Linked DNA regions of Hordeum vulgare: region 2 is linked to region 1. The links are chromatin contacts, called in public Hi-C maps. All regions are on one chromosome and are shown on one strand. The core of a region is the stretch at or near the end of the contact, and the rest is flanking DNA. Distances in the headings are between cores, read along the strand shown.

Region 1 (4,911 bases), core at 1,448-3,947:
ACCGGCCGCGCAAAAAGTTCACCTGCTGTACGTACCCGCAGCAGATTTGGAAACACCTCTCACCTCTCGTGGGGCGTGGCCACCATCGCCGTGACTCGCCCAGCGCGCCCTTACCATCTACTCCATCTCTAAACTAATATAAAAGCGTTTAGATTACTAAAATACGGAGTAGTATTCTAAATGCTTTTATATTAGTTTACGGAGGGAGTACATGTGACGGCTGATGTCTCGCTTAGTTATTTTGTTACTATATACTCTCTCACTCATATCATAAAAATATTTTAACATTATATTAATATGAAAAATGTTTTTATATTATGGAACGGAGCGAGTAGTAAAGTCGAAACTCACGACTTCAAAAAATGTCATTTTATTTCACAGACATGTGGGCCTTGGAGCTTCTGTTACCGCAGCTTACTCAGTACTCTGTTTTCTACGCCAAGCCATTCAATTGTTGTATGCGAACTCTGTGTCTGTGTGTTTTTGTAAAGCAAAATTGAATCGGTTACTTTTGCTTTTGCGGATGTTTGCGAACATGTTCACCTATATTCTTGTAGCCATTGGTCCAGGCAGACAAATATGTGTCAGACAGGGTGAACTGACGGGACAAAACCCAAATCACCCTATGCATGATCCAATAACTCATTGTTCATACTTGCCACAACAAGATACTTCAAAGAATAAAGCAATGATTAATCATCTCCTACGCAAGTGGCCACTGCCAAATCTGTAAGATACGAGATGATAATACTACTAGCATAATATGGACAATGTAATTGTTATTTAATTAATAAACCTACACACCTTAATGTTTTGACTAGCTCTTGATATTGTGTCGTTGTGAAGACGGAGTGAATTTGGTATAGTCTTGATATTAATATATTAGCCTTTGTGCAAAAAACCTACCCACCTCTGAATATCATTTTATTTAACTCCTCTTCTTTCTTTATGTCAGTATGTAAGTACTTACTTTTTTCTATGTGAATTTTGAGTTAGCTAACCGCATGTCTATGTGGTAGTATTTATTTTTTCGTTGAACACATGAAAAATATTTACTTTGATTTTATATAATACTATATTGAGTAGACTTATACGGTGGGGCATCCCAAAAAAATAATACTAATACAGTAGGACATTTGTTTACTGTTTCTTCCCTACAAAACCATGAAGCATACTCTCTCCATTTCTAAAGATAAGTCTTTTAAAAGATTTCACTAAGGGTCTATATACGGAGTAAAATGAATGAATCTACACTTTATAATAGTATGTCTATATGCATCCGTATATAGTCAATTAGTGAAACCTTTAAAAGACTTATATTTAGAAACGGAGGAAGTATAAAAAAGAGAAGACAATAATATAGTAACATGTGCTCCATAATCATATCCTGCTTGCAACAGTCGTGGCCCGCTTGACCGTGATAGTGCATGCACTCTAAATCACAAATAGCGTACTCGTAGCACATTTTCTGGAAAAGAGAAACTGTAGAAGACACGCATCAGCACTGCACCACCCACATGCAAGTAATAATGCCAAGTGTAAAACTAACATGATTGAATCCTTTAATCAACAATACTTATAGTAGTAGAAGAATCTTCTAATCAACAATATAGAAGAATCCTTTAATCGGCAACTGGCCTAAAGCAGCCTAATCAATCAATGGTGCCGAATTATCCATTAATTATTGTTGAGGCAAGCACATGCATATACCGACACACGAAAAGACACCCTTAGTTACAGCGTCTTGTCACCAAATTCGCAAGCAACATTCCTAATTCATCGGCGCTAACTACGATCGGGCGCCAACGAACGTATACGTACGTACGATACGAACTCAACACAAGCCACACACACACCCAACAAGAAGAAGAAAAAAGAAGGAAGGACGATACGTGCACACGCACACCAACTCTCTACGTACTCATCGACGCCGGGCTTAGGCGGGAGAGCACCGGCGCGGCTGCGGCGGCGGGCCTGAGGCGGCGAGGGAGTCGCGGGACCTCGTGCACGACCGGTACAGGCTCAGCACGGCCAGCCACTCGGTCAGGGCGTCGGTCACCGCCGGCCACCGCCGCTGCTGCTTGCGCTTCCTCGCCTTCCCGGGCACGACGGAGTAAGCGCCGTCGGGGCCGAAGGAGTACTCGGCGACCACCTTGTTGTTGGAGAAGAGCGATGGCGGGAGGGGCAGCGGCGGGGCACCGGACTTGCTGCGGGTGCCGGCGCCGCGCGCGGGGGTCTTGGGGATGCCGGGCCGGTGCTCCCAGGAGAAGGGCACCGCGGATGCCCGGAGCGGGGAGAGGAAGCGGTGGTGGAACGGGGAGGGCGCCGGGGAGAAGGGGGCGAAGGAGAAGGAGGCGGAGGAAGACGACGCCGACGACGCCGACGACGCCGACGAGGAGGTGGGAGCGGACGAGGGCTTCGGGGACGCGAGGAGGCGCTGCCGCCGGCGGCTGGACGCAGATTTGCGCGCCGGGGCCGGGTGCGGTGACGGCGAGGAGGGGGTGGGCGGGTTGGGCTTGGGCATCGCAAAGCTGTGGCCTGTGCTTGGGCTGCCGGTGGTGTGGAGTTTGGGAGCTCAAGTGTGGGGCTTGTGGTCTTTTATGGTTGGGTCATGGCGTCGGCGCGCGCGCAAATGGAGGCGCGTGGAATGGCTTGACGTGGATGCCTGCCTTGCTTCCCCTCTACACGTTGGCGGAGGAGCCGGGGCGTATGGCATTTTCCTGGTGTTGTGCTGAATTGGCAGGATTAGCTAGAAAACAGTTTACACAAGACATGCCAAATTCACGGTTCATAAACATCCATTTTTGAAGAAAATATAGGCCCTGTTTGTTTCAGAAGTCCCGGGACTTTTTTTTAGTGCCAACTTAAAAGTCCTTAGTCTCTACCTGTTTGTTTCCAGGGACTAAACAAGGACTAAAGGTCATTAAATAACATGCAAAAAGATCATGTACCCTTAGTAATGTACTAGCAGTTATTAAATGACATGCTAAAAGTAGGCGTATTGTTGGAAAAAGTGTCAAAAAGTCCCAAAAATACCTTCCCACAAGGACTTCTTCAAATAGTCCCAAATACCCCCTTTTAGTCCCTAAAAGTCCCTCCTGTTTGTTTCGCATGGGACTTTTTGAGACTTTTTTTAGTCCCTACACCAAAAAGTCCCTGAAAACAAACACCCCATAGAAGACACCTACAATCGTGCTATCTTAGACGATTTACCTCATACGTCTCGGCGAACGGTCTGGTCAGAAAAATACGATACATGGACGCCTCAAATGCCCGGACCGACCGACACATCTCATATCCAATTCAAATATGAAGCGGGTATGAAGACACCCGGACGCGCTCAGATACGTCCTCCACGTCGAAACCCACTCATGTTGGCTCACCTCATCTCACATATATTGGTCCACATCCCCTCATCAGCCCAAACACTAACCACTCCACCCCCTTCACCCCACTCCGCCCCAAGCTTTAGTCCCGCGTTCTCAGGTCTTCTTCACCATGTCGGGCAGCGGATCCGAGTCATACACCGTCAGATCCCCGACCATGAGCTCACCCCACGAGGCCCCGAGGAAGAGATGACCGTCTGGCTTGCCTTGTGCCGCTCCCAGGAGGAGGACACCTGACGACAGCGCTTCGACTTCTTCCGTCGGGAATCCATTCACCTGCCCAAATGGCACATGGATCCGCCACTTGGGATGCCATCGCTGCCTCACCGGAGACGATGTGGCTCGTCTAGCGTCTGAACGCGGTGGCGGACGTGCAACCCCTCCTTTGGCTTGTTGAGCTGGAGGACACACCGTGGGTGTCGTCCGACGCAAACATGGCGAGGCGTGCCCGCCGTGTGAGGCAGCGGGCGCGGGAGGCGGTTGCACCCCTCACGGCGGAGGACGTTGGCGAGGCGGAGTCGGATTCTATGGTGCCCATTTGGTGTGCACAGTCCGGGCCCGCAACCGCGTTGTGGTGGACCTCTCTGGCTCATCCCATGGCGGTCGATCGTTGATCTCACGTTCACGAGAAATAGTAGAGCATGTAAGAGGGATGTGCCTCGAGTCCCGTAAGCCGGGTCATGTAACGTGTCCTACTCTACCTCGCCGGTGACTGATACATCTCCAACGTGTCGATAATTTTTTACTGTTTCATGCTATTATATTATCAATCTTGGATACTTTATATGCAATAATATGCTATTTTATATTATTTTGGGGAACTAACATATTAACCCAATGCCTAGTGCGAGTTGCTTTTTTTTTGCTTGTTTTTGGTTTTCGAGGAAATCAGTACCAAACGAAGTCCAAACGCTATGATACTTCTTGCTGATTTTTTTGTACAAAAGAGACCCTCGAAGCTTTGGAAGGAGACCAGAAGACACCCGAGGAGACAACAAGGCAACAGGGCCTGTCGTGATGCATGTGGGCCCCTCGTGGCTCCATCTGACCTAATTCCACCTCCGTAAATTCTCTAAAATTGGGAAATCAACAACGAGCCACCAAAAACACTTTTCCACCTCCACAAGTCTCTACTCCACCATGATCTCATATGGAGATCTTTTCCGGTGCCCTGCCGGAGGAGGAATCGATCATGGAGGCCATCTACGTCAACCTTGATGCCTCCATGATGATGTGTGAGCAGTCCACGAGAGGGCTTCTTCTTCTCTCTCTTTGATCTTCAATACAAAGTTCACCGCAATTCCTGCATTGGTCTATCAGATGTAATCCTCCTTTGCAATGTATTTGTTGGGTTCTGATAAGTCGTGGGTTTATAATTAGATTATTCATGAATATTAATCGAGTCTTCTCTGAATTATTTTATGCATGATTGTTAGAGCTTCATATTTGTCTCCGATCTATTAGTTTGGTTTGACCAACTAGATTGATTTATCTTCAGTGGGAGTTGTGAATTGTGATGGGTTCA
Region 2 (4,976 bases), core at 1,929-4,428, 270 kb after region 1:
GAACTAGAATTCACTGAGATGTCCTGCACACAACACCTCAAGAGCATTGCTAAAATAACTTGATGCTTTGAGATATGCTCACTCAAACTTTCTAAACATTGGCATTGATATCTTTCTAAATATTTAAATTGAATACATGAATGCGTGTATACATACATGTCTAGGGAAGTTCTTTCATAATATTATAATTTCATTGGGTTCCATGAATATCTTACAATAGATTTTAGCGTTCAAAGTTGTGTTATCAGGACATGTCATGTCTCTCAGTACCACTGAAACTGATACACTAAGATTGCAAAATCTATAGATCTTGAGCTGAGTTCTCAAAAAGAACTGAAGGAACTTACAATGCTATAGATCTGTATGATAGTGTTTGCATAGTGCAACGCAAGTCCGGCAGGTCCTAGTCTCTGACAGCTCACAGCAGAACTCAATTCACTTCCATCTACACATGTATTAAAAGGATCAGTTTGAAAAAGGTGTGACTGATTCAACGTAAAACAACCATGGAATTACCATAAGTTCCATATGAGACACTGATCTCAACATGTAAATATTGCACAATGTCAACAAGCTTCTCAACAACCTGTAACAGGGAATGTGTGTTATAGGCAAAGACAAACCAACAGATCATATGAAGTAAATTCTATAGTAAAAGTTGCTCACTTGTTCCAATGTCTTTGACCACAGAGATCTTTTCTTCAAGTTCTTCACGTAACTTCTTTGGGTCTTCAACTCGAGTTTCACAACTTGAATATTTTCTCCTGCAAAGTTATCTGATCAGCGTAGAAACTGTAAACAGTAAAAGGTACATTGCCATGACAAACGTGCACAGATGGATTTGGATTTAGAAAATAGCAATAATAAGATTTAAACAATGCCCGAGTTCCGACAGTCCGCATAAATATCATTTTTATGCATTGGACAGAGAAGAAGAGGCAAAAGTATTTCCATCTAAAAATATGTTGTTACACAAGAAAGACAAATACCTTTTTCTATCTTATTTGAACTTTCACTTCCCTTTAGTTGACAGCGGTAATCTTGCTCAAATCTATCTAAGGCATGCAGCTCATGATACAAATCCTGGAAAAGGAAGGTCAAAACAAGATGACATTAATCTATTTGCTCAAATGATATCTTGAGAGTAGAGCACAATGCTTACAGTTGTACGTTGAACAAGAGCCATCAGCTTTTGCATCTCCACTGTGGCAGTTTCTTTCAGCTGCTTCTGGGGTACACTTTCTGATTCTAGTCTGGACACCAAGGGGACCAATATCATTCAAGTCTAACAACATGTATAACCCTATTCTGCTCGTCAAAGCAGGAAGTTTCTTACTTTACAAAATAGCGGTCCAGATTATGCCATTGGGGATCTTTACAACGGTTGCCAAACCTCACAATCTCTTGTGAAAATACTTTCAGCTCTTCCCTGAAAAGATCAGCCAGGGTTCAGAAAACAGTCATCAGTCAGAGTAACCAAAAAGTCACAGTGGACACTGAGGACAAACGTCCCATCTACCTTCTGTCATTAGCTACAATCCGCATCAACTCGCCCATATCACTGGAAATCAAATTCTGCACACCTTCAGAGGGAAGCACCACCTGTTTAAAGTATGTGACAGAGTCTTCGGAGAGAGATTGCATAACACTCGCGCCTTTCAGTATTGTGTTAGCAACCTCAAAAGCTAGAATTGATATCTGAGTCCCTTTGGTCGTCCTAGAAATAAAACCACCATCCGGGCTCAAGGTTGTCATCAGGCAGCCTAGTGTGTCTAGAATTTCCACTGCTCTCCCATACCCAGCCATGCCGGCCGCGCCAAGCCCTGAACCTGTTCTAGAAACCTGAGAACAAAGGCGAAGCATTTCAGGGCATACTACATTTGAATAATGTGATTAAACTAAAACGCTATACAAGGTAGGCCCAAGTCGTTCTCCTGCATTAGGACAAAAATCTGCACAATTCAATCTTTTTCTAAGATTTATCACTAATCATCTGAGTGAATCCTGAAGTCATTCCAATTATGAACATGGCTAAATAAACAGAGAAAATAATACTGTGTGGTAACATTTATTAATTCAGCTAAAAATGGCTCGGCGAAAGAAAAAAAAATAGCATCCCCTGCTTATGTACCACTTGCCTTGCTTGTTCCATTGTTTCCAGATGCGTCTTTCGTCGACTGAGATGTCGCCATTTTCCCAGACACAAATGTCTCTTCTGATGTCGATTCGTGCAGCTTACTACTCCCGGAAATAAAGAAACCATCATCCTTGGGGGACAAGATGAAGGACCGGCTCGTCGACTCCATATTATCTCTGACTTTAGCTTCCCAAACACCGCTGACCTTCTGTCTGTGTGCAAGGTCTACTGAGTCAGGTAACCCGGTGATGCCGCCCGCTGGATCATCGAACTCAACATCCGCGACGCCAATACTCCTTCTTGATTTCAACACTGCAAAAGAAGCTGTTTTCAGTAAGCAGTCTACTCCTACCTGGTAAGACACTGCAAAGCACCAGCAACGAAGGGGCGGGGCAGACATACTGTAGCAGCCGTTGCAGTCCATCCACGAGAAGCCCGTGCCCACGACCGCAAGCACGGCATGGAGGCACGCTGCTCCGACGAGACCGGCAGACGCCGCCCGCTCGCTGAAGAAAGCGTGAAAACTCCGGATTTCCGCTCCAGCCCCGGCGGCGCGCGGAAGGTGCTCGACGCAATGCGCGAGTCAACGGGAGCGGGGAAAGAAGAGCCTCTCCTCGGCAAGAAACCAAAGAGAGCTCGCTCGCGAGGACGACCAGGGAAATGGAAGGATGGGGGGCTTGGCTTGGAGTGAGAGGTCGAGAGGGGACGGCGAGCTCGGTGGAAGCTCGGGGATGTAGCCGGGAGGGGAGGCGACTCGATCAGGGGAGCATGGGGGACGGGAGGCGCGGCTTTTTCAGGCCGGATTTGTTTTTGCTCCACCGCGGCAAACGAGACATGGGGAGACGCAGACAGGCCACCGTTTCCGGCAGAAAAGAATTGGGCGAGACGAAGGCGAGAGTCAGCGGTCTGACCCCGTCGCGCTCTCTCGAGAGCGGGCGCCCGTGCGCGCCTCGGGATCTCCGTATCGTCGGATCGATCGACCGCCGGACACGGCCGGCACGAGGATGCGATCCTGCGGTGCGGTGTTTGGCCTTTAGTCCTGCCGGCCGGCCCCGGATAGCGTCCGAATGTGGATCGCTCCACACCTCACCGGCTGTCTGTCAGCTCATGGTTCCAAGTGCCGGGCACGTTCGTGCACAATATTGTTTTCTTCTGGCAGACTATTCCTTCACGTTGAGAAAATGAGCATGTGCGTGATGTTTATTCCGGTCTTTTCTCACAATTTATTCCAGTTTTATACTCCCTCCGTTCCTAAATATAAATCTTTTAAGATATTTCACTAAGAGTCTACATACGGAGCAAAATGAATGAATCTACACTCTAAAATATGTCTATATACATCCGTATGTAGTACACTAGTGAAACCTCTTTAAAGACTTATATTTAGAAACGGAGGGAGTAGTATTTACCCGGGGAACCCGACGCTACGTATGAATCAACCATTAGCATTACACGAAAACATTTAAAAGTAAGAAAATTACAATCCGATCATAATGGAATGGCATGCACTTCATCCCATACATGCCTATGACGAACAGATGTCGTCGCTGAAGTTTCACGTCGAACAAGAAATCGAAGTTGTTGAGAACAGGGTGTCACTCTGTTGGCTAGGTCCGCAATGAGTGTCACCAACTGTAACAAGAGATCGAGCCAAACAAAGACGCGCGAAGACGATGATTCAACACGTGGGCCATGGGCTGGCCGCATGGCCCACTCGTTCCCGGCATCTTGGGCAGTGGACAATGGCTTCAAAGCTCGAACTAGACCTGTTAAGGGTGTACGTTGAGCCTTATAGTCGTTGTGTGTGTAAGCGTGTGACTTGTGAAAGGAGTTGGTGACTTCGGCCATGGCGTATGTGTGTATGTGTCACGTGTGAGCTAGAGCTACCCATTCATGACGAATTTACCACCAAATTTGAGACCAATACAAGTTAGTAGTTACATCTGGCATCAAAGTCGTTCTATCCTAGAGATTTCCCGCCATCCGCATTGCACTAGGCTCGGTAATCAACGCCAGCGGGAAGCTATGGGGAGCTTGTCGGCGGAAGGCCACAACAACCACGAGATCGTCAAGTCTTGCATCATCGATGAATTCGAGCAACGCCTCAAGGTACACAACGACAATCTCCTCAAGTCTGTGACCAAGCTGCTCCAGGAGTCGACCAAAACTTTGGATGGCCTCATCTCCGCTCGCATCGACGGCGTCTGCTCTGAGATCCACCCTGACATTGACCAGATCTGCTACAATCTGGAACGAGGAGACAATGGCTACTACGAGGCTCGGACAGGAGGGCCTTCTTCGAGCATGGACGCTAGTGATGGCTATCACTGTCAAAACCGACAGACCTCGGGTAGGGGGCCGAGTTGTGAGATCGTACGATGGGTAACAGGAGACAAGGAACACATGGTGTTTATCCAGGTTCAGGCCCTCTCGATGGAGGTAAAACCCTACGTCCTGCTCTTGTTATATTATTGGTGTAGCGAAGTATAGAGTTGATCTACCTCGAGATCGTACGTTGTGGTCTAAACCCTAAGGGTGATGATGAATGTGTATGGGCATCCTCTACGGGCTAAACCATTCAACTTATATAGGCACCGGGGATATTTAGGGTTACATGAATGTCGATTACCATCTAGAGATTACATACCGAACGAATCATCCCACCATGGAGCGGACGCCGGGTCTTTGATAGAGTCTAATGTGGTCACGCCACGGCCTGAGGGCCTCGGAAGTCCTTCCTCCTTGACGGGCCTCTAGTTCGGCCCATGGACTAGATCACCTCGGTTGGGACCCCCTAGTCCAGGACACCATGAGTAGCCCCTGAACTTGTCTTCGAAAC

What was found. A called contact is a pair of places that touch in the nucleus more often than the background predicts.
Region 2: a Hi-C map of leaf shows a contact between it and region 1, with 5 times the contacts expected there. The contact joins the promoter of LOC123426757 here to the promoter of LOC123430293 in region 1. A contact is called at or near these places in 1 of 6 Hi-C or Micro-C datasets (leaf) and 1 of 1 datasets of contacts at active chromatin or transcription factors (embryo).

Annotation. Positions count from the first base shown.
Region 1 is chr2H:480,304,726-480,309,636 of MorexV3_pseudomolecules_assembly, forward strand. It overlaps LOC123430293 (vegetative cell wall protein gp1-like), which reads right to left and starts at 2,698. Exons shown (of 1, transcript XM_045114165.1): 1 at 1,650-2,698. The coding sequence starts at 2,524. The coding sequence ends at 1,937.
Region 2 is chr2H:480,574,561-480,579,536 of MorexV3_pseudomolecules_assembly, forward strand. LOC123426757 (protein PSK SIMULATOR 1-like) reads right to left here and starts at 3,179. Exons shown (of 13, transcript XM_045110638.1): 1 at 2,540-3,179; 2 at 2,139-2,449; 3 at 1,520-1,842; 4 at 1,337-1,429; 5 at 1,163-1,253; 6 at 990-1,083; 7 at 667-764; 8 at 517-586; 9 at 348-445. The coding sequence starts at 2,561.